2 separate regions of the Danio rerio genome follow, and region 1 is linked to region 2. The links are chromatin contacts, called in public Micro-C maps. All regions are on one chromosome and are shown on one strand. The core of a region is the stretch at or near the end of the contact, and the rest is flanking DNA. Distances in the headings are between cores, read along the strand shown.

The links. Hi-C and Micro-C count contacts between places; a contact is called where the count stands out from the background.
Region 1: a contact with region 2 is called in a Micro-C map of caudal fin, with 7 times the contacts expected there. The contact joins the enhancer-like site here to the promoter of ccny in region 2. A contact is called at or near these places in 3 of 18 Hi-C or Micro-C datasets (caudal fin and embryo) and 2 of 4 datasets of contacts at active chromatin or transcription factors (caudal fin and embryo).

Annotation. Positions count from the first base shown.
Region 1 is chr24:4,935,437-4,941,885 of GRCz12tu, forward strand. No RefSeq gene overlaps it. Among named protein-coding and RNA genes, the nearest start is that of cpb1, 19 kb to the right of the region's middle. Within about 2 kb of position 1,560, at least 7 of the 62 cell types and tissues checked have an H3K27ac peak or open chromatin away from gene starts, as enhancers often do. A contact at or near this core is called in caudal fin, where this site is marked.
Region 2 is chr24:4,558,584-4,564,964 of GRCz12tu, forward strand. It overlaps ccny (cyclin Y), which reads left to right and starts at 2,814. Exons shown (of 10, transcript XM_678927.10): 1 at 2,814-3,258. The coding sequence starts at 3,105.

The sequences.
Region 1 (6,449 bases), core at 310-2,809, 380 kb after region 2:
TAGCCAGACGTGCTATACTTTTAAAATGGAAACACACTTCCCCCCTACACATGACAAGTTGACACAGGACATTCTTTACTGTCAGAAGCTGAGATGCTCACTCTCAGGCTCACTAGAATTCTTTTATAAGACTTGGTACTCCTTTCTTGATTACATCAAAGGCCTGCTTATTACATCTGGTGCTGGCAAACTGTAATATTTACCATTTTATTAGTTTTTTTTTGTATTATTATAATTTTTTAATTTAATTTATTTATTATTATCATTTCATTTTCTTGTCGGCTTAGTCCCTTTTTATTAAGGCGGGGTCGCCACAGGGGAATGAACCGCCAACTTATCCAGCACATTTTTTACGCAGCGGATGCCCTTCCAGCCGCAACTCATCTCTGGGAAAAATCCACACACATGCTCATACTCTACGAACAATTTAGCCTACCCAATTCACCTGTACCGCATGTCTTTGGACTGGAGCACCCGGAGGAAACCCACGCGAACGCAGGGAGAACATGCAAACTCCACACAGAAACGCCAACTGAGCCGAGGATCGAACCAACGACCCAGCGGCCTTCTTGCTGTGAGGCGACAGCACTACCTACTGTGTAGCCTCATTATTATTATTTGAATTATTATTATTTTTCCCATCTGTATCCAGTTATTCTGATGTCATGTTCTTATGTATTTAATTTTCTTAATTTGGTATTTATGTATTTATTGTGTTGTTGAGTTAATGAATGAGAGGTTAGGGGGTCGGATTAATATTTGACAATGCATTACTGTATACCTCTCAATTTTTAATTTGTATTGTTATACAAAAGAGCATTAAAAAAGTTTAAAATAAAAATATATTATTTTTATTTCAAATATTAAGTTTTTAGTTACGATACTCCCAAAATAATTCCACAAAAATCCACAGATTTTTTACAAACTTTTTTGCAGAAATAGAAAAAAATATCTGCAGATCCTGTCTGGCCCTAAAAGACAATTTGCTAAGTGTTAAATAATCTCATCACCATATAACTCATCTCATATATATATATATCATCATCTCTAATCTTGAAACAGTAGATTATAAAAGTACTAGAAAACCTGTTTAACAAGCCATGCAATCTGATGTCCATAAAACAAGTGGTGTACCAGTGCTTAAAAAATTAACAGGGATCTTCTTTGGTCAAGGTAAACAACTGTGATGTCAAAGACGACATCTCTTAGACTGCACGGCATTTCTCAAAAACCACCATTTTCTGCATGCATTTCTGATGGTATTTCCTTTTAATATGTAAATGCACAATGGGGTGCATGAGTATATCTTTATTCCATGTGAACTGGTTAGCATCTGCAGAACAGTTTTGCTCAGTCTTGCGTCAGCTGCTACTACAGTACTCTGTGTGGGCACTGCTCCTCCAGAAAGCATAAATAACTCATAGATAGGTGGCCCATATATCGATGTGCTGTTCTAAATGTGTCAGGGGTCAGGTGCGAGTCGGAGCAGGATTACTAATGACTGCAGCGATGAGTCATGAAATGTGATGCATCTATTATAAATGTCACGGGCTGCAACTGTAAAGAACAATCAGCAACATGTTGAGTCATGGCTGACTAAAAAAATCATTGCATCGTGGAGAATGGTGTTTGATTTGTTGGCTTCTTGTGCCATCTCGTGGTCAGATGGTATTATTACATGCATCTAAGCTTTCAGCGGGCTGTCAATGCCTACATTACAGTTTTTCCCCATTGGTTTGACTCATTTCTTGAAACAGAAATTATATTCAGTAGGAACAAAGGAATTTATTTTTATTACTTTTGTGTCTTTATTTTTTATTAGAAAAACGGTTAGACTAACAACATATTAATCAATCTTTTTCTGTTGTATAATAGCACATTTGACCTGACACACTTCCTCTTTTTTACTGTGCTGCATACTTTTTAGAAGAACCGCTAGGGGAAAAAGCAGAATAAGAATCAATTTAGGTTTGTTCCAGACTGCTGTCCTTTCTCAAGCCAGCATCATTGTATTTCCAGTCAAATGTATTTGTGGCTGAAAATGTGTTTGTGTGTGTGTTTCTTTGCATGGATTGGGGATAAAGTGTGATTTATATAAACAACTTTCAAAATCTACAACAAGTTAAATAAATTTACTGAAAATGTTCCAAGAAATGTGCTGCAACATGCTAGCTACAGTATGTGTTAAAATATGCTAGAAACACGCTAATAATGAGTTATCTCATGCCAAAACATTACGCTCAAGCTCAAAATCTTTAAGTGCAAGCTTTAAAGCTACTTCAAACTTGACAATCTTGAACTGAAAATGTACAAAAAAAATTATTCAGGCTTTCACAAGCCATCATCATAGTTTGTCTTGCCTATTATTTATTTATTTGCTTAAATTTTGAATCCATATTTAAGTTAATGTAATATCACTTTATGTCTATGCTTTTGAGTTGCCCTTGTCTGAAAGGATATCTGCAGAATAGGTTAGTGAGAGTTGGCTGACATCTTGTGGTGATGATTTGGTACAGCTGTTTTATCACTCAAAGAATACAAGGCTAGAACTAGAATGAGGAATTTTAAATCAAGTTTGCCTTCAAGAATAACATAATTTACACCACATGAGACTATCATAAAATCAAAAATCATTATTCAAAAATGTGACCAACATTGTTTAATTACTTTCAGGTTGAATTTATCTTTTCCCACGTAACTATATCTTGAAACTTTGAAAGCAATGTTTCTCCACCTTCTGCATCAAGACAGGATTTATTATATATATATATATATATATATATATATATATATATATATATATATATATATATATATATATATATATATATATCAGTGACGTGCGGTGAGGTTTGTGGCTGGTGAGGCACTGACTCTTTCAAAGTCAGATTTAGAAACATATCCACTCAATATATTTGCCAACTAATGATTGTGTTTCATATATCATCATATCAGCATTCTTTCCAAACACATAGCAGGTACATGTAGGGCCAAGGAAGAATGTAAATGTATAGTGATTCAACATGCCCTACCAAAAACACCCAGCTGGATGCTACAGACAACTATCAGAGAAATACACAACACCACGGCGGATGTGCTCGCTCTCTCTCATTCACACACACACACACACACACGCACGCACACACACACACACATAGGATTTGAACACTGGTCTTACCTTTAGTTGTAAATTATGTCTTGGAATGACTTGAATTGCTTTGAAATGATGGAGTTGTCTTCTGTCCCGTCTGTTGAAGCAAGCCCTTCAGCTCCGGCATTGGTCGTCCATTATTTATTTACATTTTAATTGAAAGTCCAATTTTATAATAATTTTATAATAAACATGTCTACACTGTATAAAACATTTTAATGAAGCATTATATTGCTAGCATATACTGAGTAAAAGACACGCGCTCAATTCAGTTTGCAAGGGATTGCGCAATCTGACTTGAGGCACAGCTTGGACTCTCACCTCACTTCTTTGTCAAACAGGAAATACGCAAAATCCAGCGATTTTGAATATAAAAATGATTAAAATCATTTAAATCAGACTGAAACTGAATTTATAGCACAGATCAAGGGACAAATATTCATATTATCATTAGTATACATCTCATGATGGCAGGTGAAGATGATGACAGGGGAGGCATTGCTTTACCGCCATCCACTGACCACACATCCCTGCTGCGAACTCAGAAACCTCTTGTTATGGGAAGAGAGTCTTCCTCCACACCACTACACAAACCAAGTGTACTCACGCAAAGTGTTCCTGAGAGGACTGCCGTCCGATATGGCCGAGGCTGATCTGGCCACACACACTTCTCATATCTATTATTTTACATGTATGAACAGTTTGTGAATGTTTGTTTTTCTCTCTACAGTGTAGAAATGCTTTTGAGGAAATTTAGTGCTTTTAGACCGTTGAAAGTGGCCTGGTAAAAGATAAACAGCTGCGATGATATCCTCGCATTTAATTTTAAAATCTCTAATGGCATACTGTAGATATATATATATATATATATATATATATATATATATATATATATATATATATAATATTATATTATATATAGCAGGTTCATATAGGGCCAAGGAAAAATAAAAAATGTTTAGTGATTCAATATGCCCTCAAAAACACCCAGCTGGATGCTACAGACAACTATAACAAGCGACACACACAGCACCACGGCGGATGCACACACTCTCTCTCATTCACACTCACACACACACAGCACCACGGCGGATGCGCAAGCTCTCTCATTCACACACACACAGGATTTAAACACTGGTCTTACCTTTAGTTGTAAATGATGTCTTGGAATGACGAGTTGCTTTGAAACGATGGAGTTATCTTCTGTCCTGCCTGTTGAAGCAAGCCCTTGTGCTTTGGTCGTCCATTGTTTATTCACAATTTAATTGAAAGTCCAATTTTATAATAAATATGTTATATTTTATTAAAACATTACATTGGTGGTATATACTGAGTAAAAGGCACACACTCAAGCCAGTTTGCACTGGATTGCGCAATCTGACTTGAGGCACATATATATCAGTGAGGTGCGGTAGGGTTTGTGGCTGGTGAGGCACTGACTCTTTCAAAGTCAGATTTAGAAACATATCCACCCAATATATTTGCCATCTACTGATTGTGTTTCATATATCATCATATCAGCATTCTTTTCATAGACATAGCAAGTACATATTGGGCCAAGGAAGAATGTAAAATGTATAGTGGTTTAATATGCCTCCCAAAGACACCCAGCTGGATGCTACAGACAACTATAACAAGCGACACACACAGCACCACGGCGGATGCGCTCACTCTCTCTCATTCACACACACACAGCACCACGGCGGATGCGTGAGCTCTCTCATTCACACACACAGACACACAGGATTTAAACACTGGTCTTACCTTTAGTTGTAAATGATGTCTTGAAATGACTTAAATAAAGGGCCAGAGTGGTACTCCTTCTTTTCAGCCCTGGAGTTTTAAGCCTTAGACCGACCCACTTCAGTTCACGACCGACTATATAGAAATAACATCATTTTCAATTGAGTACTTTAGCGAAGATGTATTTGAACAGTTAACACTATTTAATGTTTAACAGTATCAGAATCTATTTTCTGTAAGATTAGTGCTCAATTTCCAAACATGGATATATATATATATATATATATATATATATATATATATATATATATATATATATATATATATATATAATATATATATATACATACATAAAATGTCATCAACTAAAAATACAGTACATTTCAATATGGTCGAAAATGGACTGGGATGAAGCACAAGCTTATTATTTTCCCACCCCATTACCACATACATCATTTGTCTATTAAACTTATTTCTTCTTTTATTTACCTCTTCTTTTTACATAAGACATATTTTAACCTTTTGGTATATTTGACAATGTATATGTTTGATTCCACTTGTACCTTTACAATTTGTAACATAGAACCAAAGGAAAAAAAAAAAAAAAAACATAATACTGCAAATAACCATTAAATAAAGTTTCATCATACCTTTCTCATTTTATCCTTTTTCAATCACCTTCATCATTATATTCCTTTATTAATATATATTTATACAACTTTTTTAATTGATTATTATCGTGACATTGTTTGAGACAAATATTTTAATGTTGTCCTTGTTTACAACCTCCTTAAATTTAGTTCTTCTCTCAGATTATATCCCCTTTGTCTTTCTTTAAAAAAACATTTGCATGCATTTTTGTAAGTAGTTTATTCCTTACATTAAACATAAATTGTCTTGTTTTAAATTTAACCAAATCATTGAACTTGAGTATCTTTAATTTAAAAAATAAAGGATTTGTATGCTCCAAACTTATGTGTATAAAATAAAGATTAAATGTATTGAATTTTCTAATGACACTATCACGTCTTTTTCTTTTTCAAACATTTTCTATAAATATGAGAACATCAAAGGGTAAATCCCCAACCCTGTTCTTTAAAACATCACTATGTCCTTTTCTGTAATATCTGAATATATATTCTGTGCAAATTTGTTTAGATATCCAGTCCTTAAACACAAATCAAGCATACAGTAAAACAATTACTGCTCTGTTATCTGCCATAATATTTAACAACAGTATTACTTTCTAATGACTTCATGTTTTGTTTCCCCCTTTTTAGCTTTCTTATCACGTTAGGTCAGATTTATTAGTGTAGTGAATCATCTGATTTCATTAATTGTCTCAGGGATTTTTCATTCAGCAGGTGTAATACTCATTAATATTAATTATATTCACTTAATGACAATCCTACCTGCCCATTCTAGTGTGTTGGGCTCATGACTGGTGCTTGGTAACGTCACGGGGCCTGGCTCTTCACTGTTAGCAGCAAACTGGACAAGAAGCTGCTGCAGCTGAAGAGTTACAGTACAGGAAAACGTTCAGAACATCAACGGT
Region 2 (6,381 bases), core at 1,564-4,063:
AATATTTTCTATGCAATATCTTTTTCATCCAGCTAATGTCTTAATATAATGTTTTATGTATATTTAGCCCATTCTTATTATCCTGTAGTTTTATATAATTTTAAGCCTGACTTCTTTGTTGATTTTTTATTATGCTTATGTAAATCACTTTTTTACAGCATAATAAATTGTAATCATCTTAGCCTGGCCTTAAACAGTCTTGGAGATGTAATAATCATTAATAGCTGACTGGACAACAAAGCTCCATTACAGATTCAGAGATAACACAGCATTTTTAATATGCCGATCTTTTATATTTATCATTTAGTCATCAATCCTGAAAGCATAGATTCAGCAGATTCTCTTTTTATTACTGTAAATGTTGCCCAAACAACAGATAATAAATTTAAAAAGTAAGAAAAATAAACACAAAAGATTTTAATTGTGAGGCCAGAGCTATCAGATTAATAATTAACTTTTTCATTCATTCATTTTTTTTTCGGCTTAGTCCCTTTTTTAATCTGGGGTCGCCACAGTGGAATGAACCGCCAACTTACCCAGCATTTGCCCTTCCAGCTGCAACCCATCACTGGAAACCACCCATACACTCTTATTTACAGACATACACTACGGACAATTTAGCTTATTCAATTCACCTGTACCGCATATCTTTGGACTTGTTGGGGAATTGGAGCACCCGGAGGAAACCCCTGCGAACATGGGGAGAACATGCAAACTGCACACAGAAATGCCAGGAAGGTTCTGGTGTCTCGACAAGATGCTCAATTGGTACTAATGGGCTCAAAGTGTGCCAAGAAAATCTCCTCAGACCCCATCAACAAGGCATTTGCAGCCACAGAACTTTCACTCACTGGATTGATATTTCCTCTTTTAGACCATGTGTGTGTGTGAATGAGTGTGTATGGATGTTTCCTAGTCATGGGTTGCAACAGAAAAGGCATCCACTGCGTAAAACATATGCTGGATAAGTTGGCGGTTCATTCTGCAGTGATGATCCCAGATTAATGAAGGGACTAGGCTGAAAAGAAAATGAATGAATGAATAATGATAATACTACTAATAATAACAATAATAAACAGCAATGCTCAATGATAATAAAAGAAATGCTTAATATTAACCTGACGTTTCTGGTACTGTATTAAAACTAAGGTTAAGGGATCAGATGTTTAGTGGTTTAAAGCAGGGGTTCCCAAAACTTTTTAGCCCGTGACCCCCGAAATGACAATGCTAGTGACTTGGGACCCCCAATTTTCTCTGAAGTGGTTATAAATACAGAAACCTTGTATGCAATGGCGCACACACACCAATAGAGTCAAGTCTATTATTCATTGAATTTTTAATTGTGTGTGAATGCTGTAAATGGGACAGAAAGTTTAACCGGTGTTATAAAATCAATCTGCTGCATCTGACACTATTGCTGCGTCTTTAATTTAATGTAATTACCCCAGGGGTCGCAATCCAATAGAACTAGTAAACGTAAGCTACTATAGTAACTATATAGTACATAGTAACTATAAACGACTTTTTCTCTTCAGTAGGTTATGGATAAAATATGGTAAAACTTATGGTTTCATAAAAAATAAATAGATTTTAGGAATCTATTTATTTTGACCCCTGACCCCCCACTTTGAGAACCACTGGTTTAAAGTGATGTGATGAATTGGAGTTATATTGTTATTACACATGTATTAACTGGACATATACCCTTCTTCCACATTTGAGAAATATAAATAGCATTAACTCTGGATTTGTAATACTGACACTGAAAAAATGTTGCCTCCTTAGCTCTGAGAAGCTTCTATCTTCAAGTAAAATAAAAATATGTAATATAATGTTCCCCATCCAAGAGAAAAAAAAAAATCTCATTACTCAAAATTTGAAAATATGGACTTACATGGTTCTTTGTCTCAAGGCCTCAGTTGGTGTCTTGTTGATTCTTTATATTTGATACTGTTACTCTGACTAATATGCATAAATAAAAACTGGGTTCAACTAAATTCACACAAACAGAAAAATATTAATACAAATCAAAATCTTATCTACTTGATTCAATCTTTTCAGGCTTATTTTTATTTATTTATTCTTTCAATTTCTTCATTTGTATTTTAGATACTAGCATTTTTGTCACCTATTGATATTTGTACACTACATTAACTAAAGTTGTCTTTAGTTTATTACATGCACATGAACTTTAATAACACACTAATAGGATATACTATTGAGTTGGCCCACCCTTTGAAGCTATAACAGCTTCAACTCTTCTGGGAAGATTTCCCACAAGGTTTAGGAGAGTGTTTAAAGGGATGTTTGACCATTATTCTAGAAGTTTTACTGGTTGAGAACAGCCAGCTCACAGTCTTCACCTAAATTTATCACAAAGATGTTCAGTTAGGTTGAGTTCTGGGCTTTGTGTAGGCCATTCAGAATCCTCCACACCAAATTTACCCGCTCTATATGAATGCCATGCCCAAACTTTTTCAGCAAACAAACAAGCAGTAGTTAGTGCTGTCGCGGCACATCAAGATGGTCGTTGGCTCCGGGTGCTCCGATTTCCCCCACAGTCCAAACACATGCGCTATAGGTGAATTGGGGAAGCTAAAATAGTCTGTAATGTATGGGTGTGTATGGGTGTTTCCCAGTGATGGGTTGCAGCTGGAAGGGCATCTGCTACGTAAAACAAGTGCTGGATAAGTTGGCGGTTCATTCCGCGGTGGCAACCCAAGATTAATGAATGAAAATAAAATAAAAGAGAATCAAAAGCATCGCTCAGCGTGACGTCAGTGGCTGAACCGGAAGCTGTTCCGGTGTTCTCTCTCTTTCAGTGTGTATATGTGTATGATTGTAGGCTCGGCGCTACACTGACAGCTGAACGATACGATGTAACAGCGACGCGAGGGAATGGAAAAACCTACCGACACATAAACATCGCGTGGATTATGCGTTGAGGACAGTCGTGACCCGCTGATGTCTTTCCACGAGCGGGAGTGATCGCAGAGCCCGTGTTTCATCCCGTCATCCGCAGCTGTTACGCCCATCAACTGCGGAGGGGCTCCGTCGATCGGAGCCGTTTGTTGATCTGCTCGTACCGGGTACCGGGTGTACTCATGGGGAACAGCACATCATGCTGCGTGTCGTCCAGCCCGAAGCTCCGGAGGAACGCGCACTCGAGGCTGGAGCCGTACCGGCCCGAACCGGAGCTGAGCCGCGAGGACACGGGCTGCAACCTGCAGCACATCAGCGACAGAGAAAACATAGACGGTGAGTCTCAAACATACCCGAATAACGTGCGAAATAGCGATTTATGAGCATCAATAGCTTGTGCATGCGGAAAAGCTGTATATCGAAGAGAAATTACATCATGAGGGGTTTGTTTTTCAAAGTAGTTGCGTTCTATTTTGGGAAGTTTACTATGGTAACGCCATGGTATTTGGAAAAGTACCACGTTTAAACATCGTAAGCGTTTGGCATGACTATATCCACCAGTGTTTGCGTAATGAAAATAAAACAAGTGAAAACTCTTTGGCTGTTCTAAAACTGTTAGTTGAGTGCTTTACCATGGTAATAACATGGTATTTCATAACATCCCTTGTAAATAGCAAGCCATATGTTTCTCACGGTTATTCAGTGTCATATTCATACAGCATATAATTATTTTCACTGTACCATGGTAACACCCTTACTTTTTGTAAGGAAATGACACACTGTATGCACTTCTGTGTTTAGCTGCCAGTATTTCAGTCTGTTAAATGTGGTATAATACCTCTCTAAAGAAAACACTCTTCACCTCTTCTAATAGTACCATGCTATTTGCACAGTTTAGCAAGTAAATTCTGTGGTATTTGAAAAAGTACCATGTAAATCTTTTGTACCATTATATCCACCAGTTTCTGCAGAATAAGTTCTCTGAGAAGAAAATTCCCTCATGGGGGTTCTTTGTTCATACAGTACACTGCTAGTTAGACAACTTTTCGTGATAATATGGTGTTTTGGTAACATACCAAGTATAGCATGCTGTACGTTTCCCACAGTCATTCAGTGTCATAATCGTACAGTTGGAATTTCTTACCCATGTGTACCACCATGGTTATGCTTATTGTGTGTATTATATCTGCTAGTATTGCCACTCTGTAAAAATGCCTCACCAACTATTGTACGTCTTACTGTACATGGTATTTTTATTAGGTTTAAGCAATTAAATATTGTACCCCCAAACTCTAGTCAGTCAGTTGTAAAACATACATTAACCCTGTTTTACAGTAAATAATTGTCTTCGTAATTATCTTCATAAATATAATAATTTTCACTTTTACATCAGCAAGTAACCTGTAAACGTAGGAAAAATCATCGTCACCACATTTTTTAAAGTAAATATACTATTTACCTTTTTTACTTCAGTAAAATACCACATCTTTCAAATTATTAGTAAATACTGCATTTTTACTTCTGTAAAATACCATATTTTTTCTTGGTGAATCTTATAATTATTAAACGCCTGAGAAAATTCCATGTAACCCAGTGCACATCTTATTTACTGTAATTACATAGTTACCTCCTTGAATACCTTTAGAAACTTGAAATATTATAATTACTATTCAAAATTCTTTATTTATCTCAGAACTTTCATATATTATATATTTTTCTACACATTCCTAAACATAATAGAGCAGTTCCAGCGTTATGGATGTGACCTTTAAAATCTCAGTAAAATCAGTAGTAAAATCTCAAAACATAAATTCACAGAGAAAGTATATGGTAACATTATATTAAAACATCTGTTTATATTTTCCAAAACAACTAACCACAGAGTTATACGTTCAGAAAAATATCAATCTGCAAACATTTGTTAAACTTTAAATGAGGGAAATAAACATGCCTTATGGATGTGATGAAAAAAAGTCTGCGGTTTTACAGTATACGACATACATTGTAAAAATTCTGTGAATTAAACTGTACAACCCAAAAGAAATTATGCTAATCTTAAGGATAAGAGTTGGCTCTCTGTAGAACAAAAATAAGAGATTTTATAGATTTTTTTACATTTTTGCATTTATAAAGAAAAAGTTTTGTTATGGATGTGACACCTCTCTGTTATGGATGTGACGGATGTGAAATTGGCACTTGGGTGTCTTTTGTAAGTCAAATATAGTTGTTTGAAAACATTGACAGACATTTTTGAGTATTTTTACAGTACTGTAAAATACAAGCCTACACAAAAAAAATAGCAGAAATTTGTTATTTTGGCTAAAACGTTTTTTATGGCAAGGTCGACACTTGCATGGAATTGCTCAATAGTTTTAAAAATATATATTTATAAATTTAATAAAAAAAATATATATATTTATTAAGGAGGCTACTTAATCTTAAAATGTGTTAAAAAAACTGTCATATATATAAAATAACATATTGAATAAAAAAAACTGCGTATTTCAGCCATACTAAAAAAAAACTTGGCATATGAAAAAAAAAGAAAAAAAATCACATAACTACTAATAATTTTGCTCTCAACCGTGTACTTCATAACTAGCATTATCACTTCAGACTGTTTTTGATTTTTAACCTTAGAAAATATATATGCCTCCATGAATACCATATATATATTAGGGCTGCATGATATTAGAGAAATATAACATTGCAATATTTTTTTTTTCTGTGATATGTAACAATATTATTAATACAATTTTACTTAGAGGAGTTAAATAACTATTTGAAAAACAGTTTATTATTTTAGATTGATTGGGATGATTTTGTATAGGAGTGCATAAAATATAATAAACAATCTACAGGTATACATTAAAAAAAAGATACAAATTAAAATATATTTTTAGATATATTTATTTAATAAAGTTGAACTATATTCAGGTATACAGTAATTGAATAATCAAATGTAATAATCAATATAATTTTTATTCAAGCATCCATTAAACTTAGCCGAAAAAAGCGATTTATCAAACTAATTGATATTGATTCTTGCAAATGGAAATATATACTATAAGTTCCAAAAAGACTCCTACAAAGAATGTGCAATATAAATATGTAAATGGTTTGACACCACTGCTAAATATTTATGTTTTTGGTGTCTACATCAGTTGAGGTTGTGAATGGCTGGTGATTTGCTGGATCTGGCAGTAGATCTGATCTGATCTGAGTGCAAGCGGTACGCTGGGCGTCTGTTGAAGTGGAGAGTGGATCCAGACATGATCAAATGTAATTTAACATCTAAAAGGAGATGGAGACTGATGAGAGTGTCGTGTGACAGCAGGCAGAACTGATATACTGTAGAAGAGGTATAGCTGCTCCACGACCAGTTACACTTACTCATAAGATCATATTTATCCGGATGGCGTAAATCACTCTATCATCATCATGTTATTGTGGCTGTGA